Regions from separate parts of the Sus scrofa genome. Here region 1 is linked to region 2. The links are chromatin contacts, called in public HiChIP or PLAC-seq maps. All regions are on one chromosome and are shown on one strand. The core of a region is the stretch at or near the end of the contact, and the rest is flanking DNA. Distances in the headings are between cores, read along the strand shown. Region 1 has its middle 39 kb from the start of LPIN3. Region 2 overlaps PLCG1 (1-phosphatidylinositol 4,5-bisphosphate phosphodiesterase gamma-1).

Evidence for each region. HiChIP or PLAC-seq counts read pairs in DNA pulled down with a chosen protein or histone mark.
Region 1: a contact with region 2 is called in an H3K27ac HiChIP or PLAC-seq map of skeletal muscle. The contact joins two enhancer-like sites. A contact is called at or near these places in 1 of 5 promoter capture datasets (fetal liver) and 2 of 2 datasets of contacts at active chromatin or transcription factors (alveolar macrophages and skeletal muscle).

What each region holds. Positions count from the first base shown.
Region 1 is chr17:43,950,599-43,958,089 of Sscrofa11.1, forward strand. It overlaps a transcript of ZHX3 not described here. Among named protein-coding and RNA genes, the nearest start is that of LPIN3, 39 kb to the right of the region's middle. Within about 2 kb of position 2,838, at least 5 of the 83 cell types and tissues checked have an H3K27ac peak or open chromatin away from gene starts, as enhancers often do. A contact at or near this core is called in skeletal muscle, where this site is marked.
Region 2 is chr17:43,838,273-43,845,478 of Sscrofa11.1, forward strand. PLCG1 (1-phosphatidylinositol 4,5-bisphosphate phosphodiesterase gamma-1) reads left to right here. Exons shown (of 32, transcript XM_021078388.1): 22 at 1-93; 23 at 302-371; 24 at 825-982; 25 at 2,182-2,278; 26 at 2,368-2,592; 27 at 2,670-2,818; 28 at 3,590-3,704; 29 at 3,800-3,961; 30 at 4,060-4,148; 31 at 4,235-4,422; 32 at 4,597-6,281. The coding sequence ends at 4,639. Among named protein-coding and RNA genes, the nearest start is that of ZHX3, 17 kb to the right of the region's middle. Within about 2 kb of position 5,184, at least 5 of the 83 cell types and tissues checked have an H3K27ac peak or open chromatin away from gene starts, as enhancers often do. A contact at or near this core is called in skeletal muscle, where this site is marked.

The sequences.
Region 1 (7,491 bases), core at 1,588-4,087, 110 kb after region 2:
CACTGCTTTCTAAAATAATGCCAATACGTATTAAATGTACAGTTCCTTAGGGTTGACTAAGTAGCCTGTATTAACCCCAGGTACCAAAAAAGAGCTGGTTTTCATTCTTTCTTTTTTTTTGTCTTTTTGTCTTTTTGTATTTTGACGGCCACATTTGCAGCATATGGAGGTTCCCAGGCTAGGGGTCTAATTGGAGCTGTAGCCGCCAGCCTACACCATAGCCACAGCAATGCCAGATCCGAGCCACGCCTGCGAGCTACACCACAGCTCACGGCAACGCCGGATCCTTAACCCACTGAGTGAGGCCAGGGATAGAATCCTCAACCTCATGATTCCTAGTCAGATTCGTTTCTGCTGCACCATGACGGGAACTCCTGGTTTTCTTATTTATTATTAATAAACATTATAACAGTGAAATATTAATAACACATAGTCCAAATACTGATTTTAGTGATTCTCTGAAGCCACAGAGTAGTGGAAAACCCCCACTAGCTATTTCTATTGAATGAGGCAGGGGCTGATTTATTCCACCTATATTTGCATATACAGTAATTTAACCTTTTTAAAACTCTTATTGAGGTACTGTCATTTAAGCGCTACAAAACCTTTTTAAAAGGTTTATTCCAGTTGATAGAAGAGATGCAAACACCTAAGGTCGTGTAACTGATAAAAGGCAAAAGCAGGACTAAACACCGGGCCTTCCTGCCTCGGGCTTACCGTGAATTTGCAAATCTATCATGGCCTCCTGGCCATGGAGCCACCAGACTGTCTGTGGCATGAGGCCAGAGAAAGAGGCCATGTCTGACTTGCTCCCCACTGGTGTCTAGCACAGTACCTGACACACAGCAGACACACAATAAGTACATTATTGGTGAGCAACTGAATTCATTTTCTTAGAGTTACTTTAGTCACCTGCATGGTAGAATGGAGCATATGGTATTGCCAAATACCTTGGCTTTTAAGATGTTATCGGCATTATTAGGAATAAACAAAAAAGGAAACATTATCTTATCAAACCTGTATATGTTGATTCCCAAGGGGATCAGATTTCTGAGCCAGGGCCCCAGGATTGTATATTTTTCCAGCTTCCTAGAAAATTAAATGTTGGCTTGATGGAGGAAGTAGAAGACGGAAAATGGAGGCTTCACATGGGAAAGTAAAAACTGCAAAGTCTTGGGCATAATATAACCATTTGCAAGGCTGGTACAACAGCTCAGCCATCACTAACTTAGCATGGCAAGAAGAGGGCTTCCTAAAGGAGTGAGGATTCACACAGAGGGATACACATCAACAAGACAGAATCCACGCTATGGCAGGAAGACACAGGTCTGAGGCAGGACAAGCCCAGTAACAAGGACCACAGAGGCTCAGGGCAGGAAAAGGAATTCTGGGCATGGCCTCACAGCCTTCCGGGAAAACACGGTGTGCTCAGCCACACTAGAGCAGGGGAGAACCAGGAGGAGCTGGCAGCCTTGGATTCATTAAGGTCCCATCCTACAGGGCTCTCCAACCCTCCCTGCCCACCTTTCCCGAGGATACTCAGAAACGAGACAGTGACTCCTAATGGGCCGACTTCTCCTTTCCCACCAAGTCCTCACCAGTATCACTCAGGGCTCCATCCTCCCCCAGAGCCTAAACCACACACCCAGACCTATGCCTTCCCCTACCAGTCTGGTTTTCTATTCACCACCACAGCACTGTGCTTCCATTTCCTTGGGGATTTGAGATGTCTGCTATGATCCCAAGATTATCTTTAAGGCTTCCATAAAAGCCCTTCTCTACCATACATTCCTTAGTACTTCATACGTTACAGAGACATAAGTTATCCAAAATAATTATAGCCCGAGGCATTCAGGATGAGTGAGTCATTTGGATAACCAAAAGCTAATTCATTAGGCACCAAAATATCTCTATAGTTTTGCTAAATTAAATGATACCATAGTAAACAGAGAATTAAAAAAAAAAAAAAAAGTTTAAAACTCTACCTAACCTTCAAGATCCAGACTGATTACAAATATTCCCTCTTGCCACTTCCACCCAAACCAGAAATAAGCTCTCTTTTTATCTATAATCCCACATTTTGATTATACCTCCTTCACAGCACACTGCATGGTCTGCTTGAGGTTAGAGGTTTTTTGTTTTTTTGTTTTTTTTTCTTTTTCAGCCACACCTGAGGCATATGGAAATTCTCAGGCCAGGGATCAAATCTGAGCCGGAGCTTCGACCTACGCCAAAGCTGCAACAATGCCAGATCCTTAAACCACTATGCAGGGCCAGGGATCGACCCACTGTGCCACAGCAGGAACTCTGAGGTTAGAGATTTAAATGCAACCTCATATAACTTAAGAAAAAGTAAGTTCCTTGAAACCAGAGACCTTTTTTTTCAACCCCAAGGTGCCTAGTTCAAAGCAGGCATACATTTCACAGGCTGAATACTCCTAGTAATTCAGACACTATAAATGACACCATGACACTGCAGAGGCTTCAAGGCTCTGGAGGGTAGGAAAGTGTGATACTAGATAGCATGGTAGTATCATTAAAAATCTTCTTTGGCCTCTGTTCAGTATTTCTCAGCTTTAGAAGAAAATGTTTTTCTACAAGAGAAAAATACTCTCAATTCCTGTTTTATTTTTTTTAAGGATATTACTTTTTAAAAGTCTCAACTTGCAAACAGAAAGTTCTGGTGGAGCTGGCATTGCTAAACCTCCATTGCCACACTTTCTAAATCTCAAAATGTGCATTGAAATGGCTGCCTGCAGTTCACCAGGGAGATGAGACCACGTGGAAAGCGCTAAGTGGCAGGGATATAGCCAAGATGCTGTGCCATGTCTGGCACCCAGTTCATCAGTTTGAAAGCCAGTCTCCTCAGTACCGACAGTGCTACAAGGAATTAAGAAATACAGCACATGATAGAGCCACCCAAGTTTTAGCTGAAGGTCCTAAAGCAGCCACTTCTAGCAGGGCTGACAATATTGTTTTCCCATAGCAGTGGTGTCTGGGCTTGACAAACCAGGCAGTAAGTATAGTTTAATATTCTAAACACTCAATTTAAACTCAAGCCCTCCTTACAACAGGGTCAGACAAGGAGTCATACAAGCATGGCAACCTCTAAGTTCCCTCCCCAGCAGCTAATCTCTTTTTGGATTCCTCTTCCTTGTCATGGAAAGGAACAGAATTTTCTTCATGAAAATAGGGAGAATGGGGTGGTGGGGCTGCTGGTATCATGGCATTAAGCATCTGGTCATGTACGCAGCCCCTCCAGGATAATAACTGCTCGTATCTCTGGCTTGTCACAGAGTAAAAGGTTTTTTAATCCAGTATCTTCAGAGACAGAGCTGTGTCACATAAGGTAATTTTACTCATAATCAAAGCACTAAAACATGCAAGCTTATAAATTAAATTGTATTATTTCCTTCTCCACCTTTCTGAGCTAACCAAACTATAATTTGACCTATTCCTGATGACCAGAACAGTAATTGTGATTAATGTATTCAGAGACCACTGGGGCAAACAAGTCTGTTTCCTCATGAATGTCCCCATATCACTGTACTTTGAATTATTCTGTAGAGCATTTTTGTCTCTGTCATCACCAGCAATCTCTCCTTGCTTTCATCAGGGTGTTTGCCTCTAATGGAGGGTCTTTTAATTCAGAGCTTCTGAAGTCAGACTCAGAAGGCAAGCTCTCAAGAGTCACCAGCCTCACTTCAGACCCAGGTAGTCAGCCTCCAGACCCTATGTTCTTATCCACTATAGCCGCATTCCCAAACCTCCCTAATTCTAAAGAATTTGGGGGGGGGTGTTAAAATACACATTCTCAGTCCCCTCTCCTAGAAATTCTAATTAGATTCAGTGGACTGGGGTGGAGCCCTGGAATCTATATTCTTACCACAGACCCTCAGAAGATTTCCCATACTACATGTCATCCATGCTGCCCTCTTGGAATTGGGATTCCTTCAGAAGCATAGTGAACCTGGCCCAAAGCCAATTTCTTCCAAAGAGACGTTGCAAGCAAAAAAGCTTCCAGAGCACTGCTCTTCCACTGCCCTCGGGCAAAAATACTCTGACCTTCGGAGATTCCTGTAGGTTGGCCATCACACCTCCTTTCACTGCTGGTACATCATTCACCAAAGACTTGGCACACCTTCCTTCTCTCCACCCCAAATGTCCTGCCATCCTTTTGATGGCTTGGATAACCACATGGATGACCCAGACAACGCTCCAGTCTGCTCCTGACCTCCTTGACTTCACTCATCTTCACGAGTTTGCTTCACTTCAGCCACATACGTCTGTGGAGCCTGTCATGTCCAGTAATTAACTGCCCCAGATCTGAAATCTTTCACTCACATGTACCTCCCTAACCACATCCTCCAGTTCCCACTGTGGCATAAAGGGATCGATGGTGTCTTGGAAACACTGGGACACAGGTTTGATCCCCAGCCTGCACAGTGGATTAAGGATCTGGCATTTCCACAGCTGCAGCTTAGGTCACAAATGCGGCTCGGATCCCATCCCTGGCCCACAAACTCCATATGCTGTAGGGTAGCCAAAAAAGGAAAAAAAAAAAAAAAAAACCCTAACCACATCCTCCTACCACTCCATCGCTCCAGCACACCATTGCTTGATTTCATCAACACCTCTGGTCCCCTTCTCCTCCAAGTCCAGCAGAGACCCCCTTAACCACTCACGTTAATCACTCCCTGGCCAATACCATCAGTTCCTCTGCTCCGCTGTCCTCCTGCTGCTCACCCTCAGCACACCGCGACCCTGGCTCAGCCTAACCACATGCCTTCTTAGCACCTAAAGCCAGAGAGCTGAAGGCTCCTGGCGTGCTGTTCAATCCCTGGTCTCCCACCTCAACAGAGCCCTGCAGACTGCCAAGAGGTCACAGTCACTGCCCCAAATTCACCCTTCCTCTTCCTGACCACACTGCATGTGAAATCTTATTTTCTCTCTGACCTCTTCCCACTTACTCTTAGCAGACAACCTCACCCTCTATTTCACAGAAATGATGGAAGTGACCAGACTAGTACTTGCTCATAAACTATCCCAAAAGAAAATCCAACTGTGCCCAGATATTCCACCGTGAAGGCTGCCAAGCCCGTCCGTGCCCGCACTGGGCCTGGCGTTTGCTTGGTTATTTGAGGATCGCTCCGTGATGATAATCATTACTGAAGTAAGCAGTAATGGTGGTGAGTACCTTTGCGGTAAACAGGCAAAAAACAAACAAACAAACAAACAAAAAAACCCTCACCTCTCAAAAGATCACTCTACCCTAAGAATCTTCTTAAGATTGGGAGTAGTTTAAAATGAAGAGGAAAACAAAGCTATCTTACCTATAAGCATTTAACAAGTTTAAAAACAAACATAAAGTTGCCATTTATCAATAGAATGATTATAAATCCCAAGCCAAAGAGTTAATTCTCTGATAATTTTTATAAACTCAAAACCAGAGTCAGTGAAACAATAATATTAGTTACGGTCTATCATTCACTCTTTTTTCCCCCTTTTTCCCTTTTTATGGCCACACCAGCAGAATATGGAGGTTCCGAGGCTAGGGGTCAAATCAGAGCTGCAGCTGCCACCCCAGCCACAACCAGGGTAAAACCAGATCCAATCTGCATCTGTGACCTATGCTGCAGCTTGTGGCAATGCTGGATCCTTAACCTACTGAGCAAGGCCAGAGATCAAACCCCATCCTCACAGAGACAGCATTGGGCCCTTAACCCACTGAGCCACAGAGTATCTTCTACTCTTAACAACAAACTAAGCTCTAGTTTGTTGATGGAACTAAAGGGCTTTTCCTAACTTTTTTTTTTTCTCCTTATAACATTGATAGCTAACAGTCACTGTTTTTTGTATACAATTATGCTACTCACAATGACCCTCTGAGATAAGAATTATTATTTTTCTCCATTTACGGGGGGAAAAAACAGATTTAGACATGTTAAAGAATTTGCCCAAGGGCTTGCAGCCAGAAAGTGGCAGAGGTAAAATTAAAACACAGAGCCCAAAAGCACACTAATCTATGTGCTTTGGTATAGTGGTTATTAACAGAAACTTCACAGGAAATGCACCAGCCTAATCCAAGCACTGTTTTTTATACTCCAGCATATGCTCAGAAGCATAAACATGAGGAACTATCCAATATTAACATTATAGCATATTCCACATTCATTCAGCTATTCCTACATTCGTATGAGAAGGCAGTAATGAGTAAAAGGGAATATTCTACAGTCAGATCATATAAATCCAAATTCTAGCTCTACCATTTTCTTAGATACGTAAGTTTAAAAATTACTTCTTGAGGGAGTTCCCATCATGGCTCAGTGGTTAACGAATCCGACTAGGAACCATGAGGTTGCAGATTTGATCCCTGGCCTCACTCAGTGGATTAAGGAACCGGCGTTGCCGTGAGCTGTGGTGTAGGTTGCAGATGCAGCTCGGATCCCATGTTGCTATGGCTGTGCTATAGGCCAGCGGCTACAGCTCCGATTAGACCCCTAGCCTGAGAACCTCCATATGCCGCAGGTGCAGCCCTAGAAAAGACCAAAAAAAAAAAAAAAAATTACTTCTTGAAGCTCAATTGTCTCAAAATAACAAAGACAAATGATAATGTATTAACCATCACCCCTTAATAGGTTCTCCAAGAGATTTAAAGTGTAAACACACATAGCCATGGACCTGGCACATAGGCTCAAAAGAGGTTAATTATAATAATTATTATTATCCAAAAAGTACTGGGGACCTGCACCTAGTGGAGTCTAGGCAGAGCACTGGGCCAGGACTGGACCATAAACAGGCCAAGGCTGTCTTCTTGATCTTGCAGTCTACTAGGAAAGAAGACGATAGTTCCCCAGTAGACTGTATGATGAAAACCAAGATGTTAATGAAATACCTTGAATTTTGGTGAAGTGCTAAGCAGGAAATGTACATGTACTGAGTGGGGTACAATGGGAAGCTACCACAAAGGGGTGATCAGGGAAGGGACCCCTCTGAGGAGGGACATTTTAGCTGAGACCAGATGTTGGAGAAGGACCTTCTACTGGAAGAGTTGGGAGAAGAGTGTCAGGCAGAGGGAAGGGCTGTACTGAAGAGGAGAAGAACTTGGCTTTGTAAGGAACCAACCGTGCTCCCACCTGGCAGGAGCAAGGTGAGTGGGGAGCAGAGGACAGGAAGGAGGCAGAAGCCAGCACCTGAGTAACTGTGGATGTGGGTCCGAGGCAGTGGGAAGCTGCAAAGTGCGCAGGGGTGGGTGGGTGATGTGGTCTGGTAGGCACACTGGCTGCTGTGGGGAGAAAGGGTTAAAGAAGGTAGCGGTGGGGAGTTCCCGTCGTGGCGCAGTGGTTAACGAATCCGACTAGGAACCATGAGGTTGCGGGTTCAGTCCCTGCCCTTGCTCAGTGGGTTAACGATCCGGCGTTGCCGTGAGCTGTGGTGTAGGTCGCAGACGCGGCTCGGATCCCGCGTTGCTGTGGCTCTGGTGTAGGCCGG
Region 2 (7,206 bases), core at 3,934-6,433:
CGGGGGGACTATGGTGGGAAGAAGCAGCTGTGGTTTCCGTCCAACTACGTGGAAGAGATGGTCAGCCCTGCGGCCCTGGAGCCCGAGAGGGAGGTGAGAGCAGAGCCGTGTGGGTGGGGCAGATCCCCGGCACACGTGGCATCGGGGTGCCTGTGCGCACAGCCCCCTCGTAGGTGGTCCCTTCAGGCCCCGTGGAGCCTTGGTCGCACGTACCCGTGTCAGGTGTGTGTTTCACACGCACAGACGCCCCTCCCACATGTGTACAGCAGACTGGCTGACTCTCTTGCTTTGCCTCCCACAGCACTTGGACGAGAACAGCCCCCTGGGGGACTTGCTGCGGGGGGTCTTGGATGTGCCAGCCTGTCAGATAGGTGAGCCCCCGGCTCGCTCTCTTGTGCACTGCCCCTTGGGGTCAGGCCCCTGGTGGCTCTCTTCCTGCCCTGAGGGAAAGGGACGAAGGCCAGACCCCCAGAGGCCGCTCTCATTCTGAGATCTCCCCATCCCTGGGTACCACCGCTCCCTCTGTCACCCCTGGCTGTGGCCCCTGCCTGCTCGTCCCTTGCAGGCACTGTGGATGACTGTCCCACCTGACGGCGGGTCCCGGGGTGGGACACAGGCTTGGAAGCAGGGTGGGGAGGGGCACAGCACGTGGTCAGGGTGGCAGGGACTTAGTGCTGGGATGCAGCCATTCTCGGTTGTGAAAGGGGCCTGGCAGACGGCACCCCCTCCCCATGGGGGGAGAGAATTCATTGGAGCCAGTGCCCGGGGTGTGGGGTGGGACCCAGGCACATGTGTCCTCAGCTCTGCTCTTCTCTCCCTCCCAGCCATCCGTCCTGAGGGCAAGAACAACAGGCTCTTCGTCTTCTCCATCAGCATGGCGTCGGTGGCACATTGGTCCTTGGATGTGGCTGCTGACTCACAGGAGGAGCTGCAGGACTGGGTGAAAAAGATCCGAGAGGTGGCCCAGACCGCGGATGCCAGGGTGAGAGCCTGCTGGTGGCCCTCAGACCACAGGAGCCTGGGGTGTGCAGCCCCTGCGCCAGGCTGGGAGCAGAGGAAACTCACGCCTGGTTGGCGGTGTGGCAGGCTGAGGATGTGTTGAGTTGGAGGCACCCATGGGACACTCAGGTGGCTCTGCTTAGCGGGCAGTTAGATGACAGGGGCAGAGGTGGAGGATGAATCTGGGCTGGAAGCCGGAGTGGGTGCCCAGGGCTTAGGGGCAACGTGGTGTGGGACAGGAACAGGGCGTGACGTTGGAGGACGTGGGTGTGGAGAACGAGGGGCTGGGAAGGGTGGGCCGGCGAGGCACAGGGTCTGATGTGTTGAGGGCTGCGGAGCAGAGCCTGAGAGCGCCCGTGGGATTTGGCAGCAGCCGTGTAGGCAGTGGCTGGGCGGGCATCACAGAGTGTGGGAGGCCAGGGCGCAGCCTCGGGAGCAGGGAGGCTCGTCCACTGAGCCTGGGGTTGAGGGGGAGGCGCCAGCCTGCGGGAGTGCCTGTTTGATGCCACCCCTGTCATTTGGGGTCGGGTGCTCGGACTACAGTACACACCTGGGGCTGCTTTGGGACAAGGACAGCTCAAGCTTGGCCAAGAGGGGTGGGTGCTAAGGATTTTGTCAAGAGCGGAGCCTGGAAGGAGGAAGTGGTTGCAGGGATGGATCCTGGGGTCTGGGAAGGAAGGAAGAGTCGGAGAATGAGTCCCCCCGTCTGGAAGGAAATGGGCCTTCCGGGGGCACTTAGGAGTGGGCTTCCCAAGCTGAAGTCTGGCTGTGGCCAGCAGGTGGTTGTGTTGAGTGAGGGGAACTGAGGGTGAGCTTCTGGGCCAGGAGAGGTGGAAGGAAGGTTCTTAGGACACAGAAGACCAAACCCGAGTCCCCAGTGAAGTCACAAGAAAACCAGGAGGCAACCTTTGTTCCTCAGAGAGGCTGGGTACTAAGTGGCCACAGAGCATGGCTGGGGGTACAGTCAGCCAGGACCCTGGGGTGTTACTGGAGCACAGGTGTGCCCTCTTAAGTCTGGCAGGGCATGTGTCCTCGGGGGGCAGGAAGAGAGGGGACAGTTCTGAGATGTGACTGAGGACAGGGAATGGGGTCTGGAAGGGGCAGGTGGGTGTGCCCAGGGCTCCCCTTTCCCGGGGGGTGGGGGGAGGTCTCCCGCCTGGCTCAGGGCCTGTGTGTCATCAGCTCACAGAGGGGAAGATGATGGAGCGGAGGAAGAAAATCGCCTTGGAGCTTTCTGAGCTCGTCGTCTACTGCCGGCCTGTTCCCTTCGATGAAGAGAGTAAGGCTCTGGCCCAGGTGGGGTGCGGGTGCAGCCCCAGCAGCACCTGGGAGGACGGGCCCCGTAAGCCCTCTCCCTCTTTGGCGCAGAGATCGGCACAGAACGCGCCTGCTACCGGGACATGTCGTCCTTCCCGGAAACCAAGGCTGAGAAGTATGTGAACAAGGCCAAAGGCAAGAAGTTCCTCCAGTACAACCGGCTGCAGCTGTCGCGCATCTACCCCAAGGGCCAGCGGCTGGACTCCTCCAATTATGACCCCTTGCCCATGTGGATCTGTGGCAGTCAGCTGGTGGCCCTCAACTTCCAGACCCCAGGTGAGGAGGTGGCCCGAGGGGTGGGGGCCCTGGGGGGCAGGTGGGCTGGAGTCCACCCTGTAACCCGACTCTTGCAGACAAGCCGATGCAGATGAACCAGGCTCTCTTCATGGCCGGCGGGCACTGCGGCTACGTGCTGCAGCCAAGCACCATGAGGGACGAGGCCTTCGACCCCTTCGACAAGAGCAGCCTCCGCGGGCTGGAGCCGTGCGCCATCTGTGTTGAGGTGAGCAGGGGACACTGCTGGGGTTCGTTCGTTTCAGGCCTCAAGGCTGGGGTGTGAGTTAATGAAGGAGGGGGCACTGGGCTGCCCTTGAGCCTGAGGAGGTTGTCACTGTCCTCTGAGGAGTGACAAGCATCCTGGGTTCTGAGCGGCACAGGCTGGGGCAGCCAGACTAAATGTGGCAAGTTCTTGGCACTAAGGAGTCAGGCTGTCCGGGAAGGCCAAGCCACAGTAGCCTGGCAGGGGTAGGCAGGAGACGGGCAGGAAGCTGGTACCAGTGGGGAGCTAGGAACAAGCCAGATGGCACTGCCTAGGATGGGGCGTGGGTAAGAATGACTGACCCCCACCGAAGCCCCAGGGCTGTGTAGCATCTGAGCGCTGCCATGACCCTGGTGAGAAGCTGTGATGTGGACAGCTTGGTGCTGCAGGGCTCAGGGTGAAGGGGCCGGAGGGGAGTGAGGATCGTGTAGGGTGAACATGTTTGTTTTCCCAGAGAAGAGATTTCCATTTTTTGTCCTGGGGGAAATAATTTAAATTTTCTGTGTTAAAATATACATGGATCTCATGTGAAATAGATTGCAAAAGCTCACTTGAAATTTGTGGTGAAAGCTAAAACTTGAATTTTTGCCGCAGAGGCTCTTAGGGCCCTGCTGATTTGAAAGACTTAACGGGCAGTGTCCTTGGGGCCCAGCAGAGGGCGCACTGCTCCACTGCACAGCCGGGCCCCGGGGGAGGCCGAAGGACTGTCCCAGCCAGTCTTTGCCTGCCTTGCAGGTGCTGGGGGCCCGGCATCTGCCGAAGAATGGCCGAGGCATTGTGTGTCCTTTTGTGGAGATTGAGGTGGCCGGAGCAGAGTATGACAGCATCAAGCAGAAGACAGAGTTTGTGGGTGAGCCTCCCCCTCAGGGTGCGAAAGGCCCCTCACGCCCATGACCCTGTTCCCTCCTAGCGGTGGCCTGAGGCCTTCTGCCTTTGCTTTCACAGTGGACAACGGACTGAACCCCGTGTGGCCGGCCAAGCTCTTCCACTTCCAGATCAGTAACCCCGAATTTGCCTTCCTGCGCTTTGTGGTGTATGAAGAAGACATGTTTAGCGACCAGAACTTCCTGGCTCAGGCCACCTTCCCGGTGAAGGGACTGAAGACGGGTAAGAGCCCCTCCTGGGGGTCGTTCTCCCCAGTCTGGCTTGGGGGTGGGGGCCCTCGCCCGCCTTCCCCGTGGTCTGAGGGCCAGGCCTCCTCCCAGGATACAGAGCGGTGCCTTTGAAGAACAACTACAGCGAGGACCTGGAGTTGGCCTCCCTGCTCATCAAGCTCGACATTTTCCCCGTCAAGGTAACTGGCCGGGCGGGGCGAGCGCCGGGCCCAGGGCTCCGGGGGCCGGGCAGCTGCCGACCCCTGTGCATCTGCCCCTGTTGAAGCAGGAGAACAGCGACCTCAGTCCCTTTGGGGGGACGTCCCTGCGGGAGCGGGGCTACGACATCTCTGGCCAGCCGGCACACGGCCGGGCCCGGGAGGGCTCCTTCGAAGCCCGCTACCAGCAGCCGTTTGAGGACTTCCGCATCTCCCAGGAGCATCTCGCAGACCATTTTGACAGTCGGGAGCGAAGGTGAGGAGCGGGTGGAGAGGCCAGTGCCCGGCTTGGAGCACGCAGGGGCCCGAGAGGCGGGAAGGAGTGTCTGGACCCCCTCTGGCGGCACCTCCCTTTCGTCTGTCCGGGGGCTCCCCCAGCTGGCCGCAGGGCCCGCTGCTGCCGCTAAGGACAGTCTTCCTTTCCATCCAGGGCCCCACGAAGGACTCGGGTCAATGGAGACAACCGCCTCTAGCTGTGCCCCAGCCTCGCAGAGAGCAGCCGGGGCCGAGCACCCCGCAGAGTGCCGTGAACTGGGTTCTTGGGAAGCGGCCTGCCGTGGCCGCCCTCCTGGCCCCGCCGCCTGGAGGCTGGGTCCCAGCAGTGAACGCTAGACGAAAACCATGCCATTAATGAGATGTATTCCTGTTTTGGGCCTCCATGCCCCAGCTCCGGGGAAGGCAGAAACGTACTGTGTCTCGCATTTAAGCACACACGGCCCTGACTTCCGGAGATGGAGCCGTCCATCTGTGGGGCCAGGACCACAGCCGCAGCTCCTGGGGGAGAGAGGTGGCCTCAGCCAGCGGCACAGGCGGCTCTGAGGACCGCTGACATTCCTGAGAGGAGAGGAGGGGGAGCAGCCTTGCTGGGCGAGGGAAACAAAAGTTTACACAGTCTGTAGCTTTAAACTGACAGCCAGGCAGGGAGGGAGCCTAGATGTCCCCTTAGTCTGGTCCTGGGGCCAGGGCGGAGGAGCACAGGGCCTGCCTGGAGAGGAGGACACAGCACAAGGGCACGCCGCCCAGTCAGGAGCACTACCCAGCCTGGCACACGCAGGGACTCGTGTTAAAAATAGTGGTATTGGGCAGTCCTGGGCCGTTGGGTTGCCCCGAGAGGGGCCAGCAGAGGAAGCCGAGCCCCGGGCTGCCGCTTGGAGCCAGGACAGCGACAGCGTGTCCCAGGGCCATGGGAGTGTGAGGGCCCCAGGGCTGAAAACTGGGCGGTGCCTCCTTCCATGTCAGCAGCGAGACCCGCAGCAAGATGACAGCTCCAGACCGTGGTCAGGATGATGGGCACCGGCATGGCCGGAGTGGAAAAGCCAGTCATCGAGGCAGAGGTCAAGTGGGGACTGTCCCCGTGCGTTCAGGAAACCCCTGCACACGAGCATCGTGTCCTCCCTCAGCAAGGCGCCCTCCGCAGCCCCGCTGCCACCCCGGCTCAGACCGAAGACCTCGTTCCCTGTTGCAGCGAAAGCCACGACCTTGGCTCTGAGCCTGCCAGACGACACTGCACGAGGAGGCCGAGGGGATCTCCAGTATTCGTGGAAGCAGTCCAGTCCTGTTCGTAGACATACGTGACGTTGCAGTGTGGAATTGTAAAGTTTCTTTTTTGCACACACTCTGTTTCTCACTGTCTTCATTCCTTCATGTAGGATGTATGATTTTCTATGTCTTCCACTTCTGACCTGAAAGCTGCTTGGTGGGGGGATTGGGGAAACAAAATGAACAAACTTCTCTGTGCACTGTGGCAGAACTGTTATTTTTATGGATTTTACAGCTCAACTAACAGTGTTACCTTTTCAAGATTTATATATACTCTTCAGAAGAACCACTGAGCCGTTAAAGCCTTGTTATTACTCAATCCTAATAGTGATTCAGTTTTCTATAGCTTACTTTTAGGGTAGCTGGTAAATTATTTAACATGAAATTTTCCATATCATGGATTGTAAACCGACAGAAATTATACAATTTCTGAGAAGACATTGATTTATTTAAACTAATTCTCAAGTTGTGTTTGAAAGTATGACCTCACAGTCAGCTGTCCATAGCAAACATGTCTATATATGGTTGCCAACGTTTGGTTTATAATTTAAATGTTATTAAAAATTTTAAATTTTACTGGACGAGCTTTCCTCCCGAAAGGGACTTTTTCAAAGACAGCAGTCCATCTTCCTTCCCACGGTACTGTGCTGAGGTTTTGCTCCTCCTGCTCCGCACCGTTGGAGGGGCACCCTGAGAGGAGGGCGGCGGTGGCTGCCCGGCACTGGCAGCTGCCCGGCGCTGGCGGGTTGATTTGGGACCGCCAGTGCTGTCAGGATCGGGCAGAGTCGGGGCGGGGGAGAAGGAGCAAAGCCGGTGCTGCTGACATGTTTCCTCAAAGGCAGAGAGGACTCGGTGTGCTTTCCCTCAGGCAGGAGTGGGCTTCAGGAGTTGGTTGCTTGCCTCGTGGTGCTGCAGGACGCTGCTGCGCGCACGGCAGGTTCTGTCCAGCTGGTGAAAAGACCCGGGAGGCTCGGGCAGGCAGCCCCACCTCCAAGGACGGAGGCTGGTGCCTGGGCCGTGGGCACGGAGGGGCCTCAGGACAGCCAGCATGCAGCTCCCACAAGGTCTCTTCCCCCATCTGGGCTCAGCGTGGGCCACTTGCTAGTTCTGCTGCCCTTCTAAGACCTAATTGCCAAGTAAACCATCCTCGTGTCCTTGAACCCATACGTTCTTTTGGAGGCTTGGGAAAGTGCTATCGGGAAACCCGTTAACAAGGGTTGCTTGCCTGAGTCGTTCTGCAGTAGAAGCGGGTGGGGAGTGTCCGTTAACTTCCCGGTCAAGCAGATCTTCCTCAAGGCTGTGAAGTGGCGTGAGCCACCCTCTCCTCCAGCTTGTCTGCCGATGGGGCAGCCCGCCTGTGAGCAAGTCCAGGTTGCCATGGCCAGCCGGGATTAAAGGTGAGCAGGAAGGAACCAGAGTCCCTTCCAGTTCCACAGAAACCTCTCCTTAAAAAAACAAGTGGTGGAGTTCTCTTGTGGCGTGGTCGGTTAAGGACCTGGTG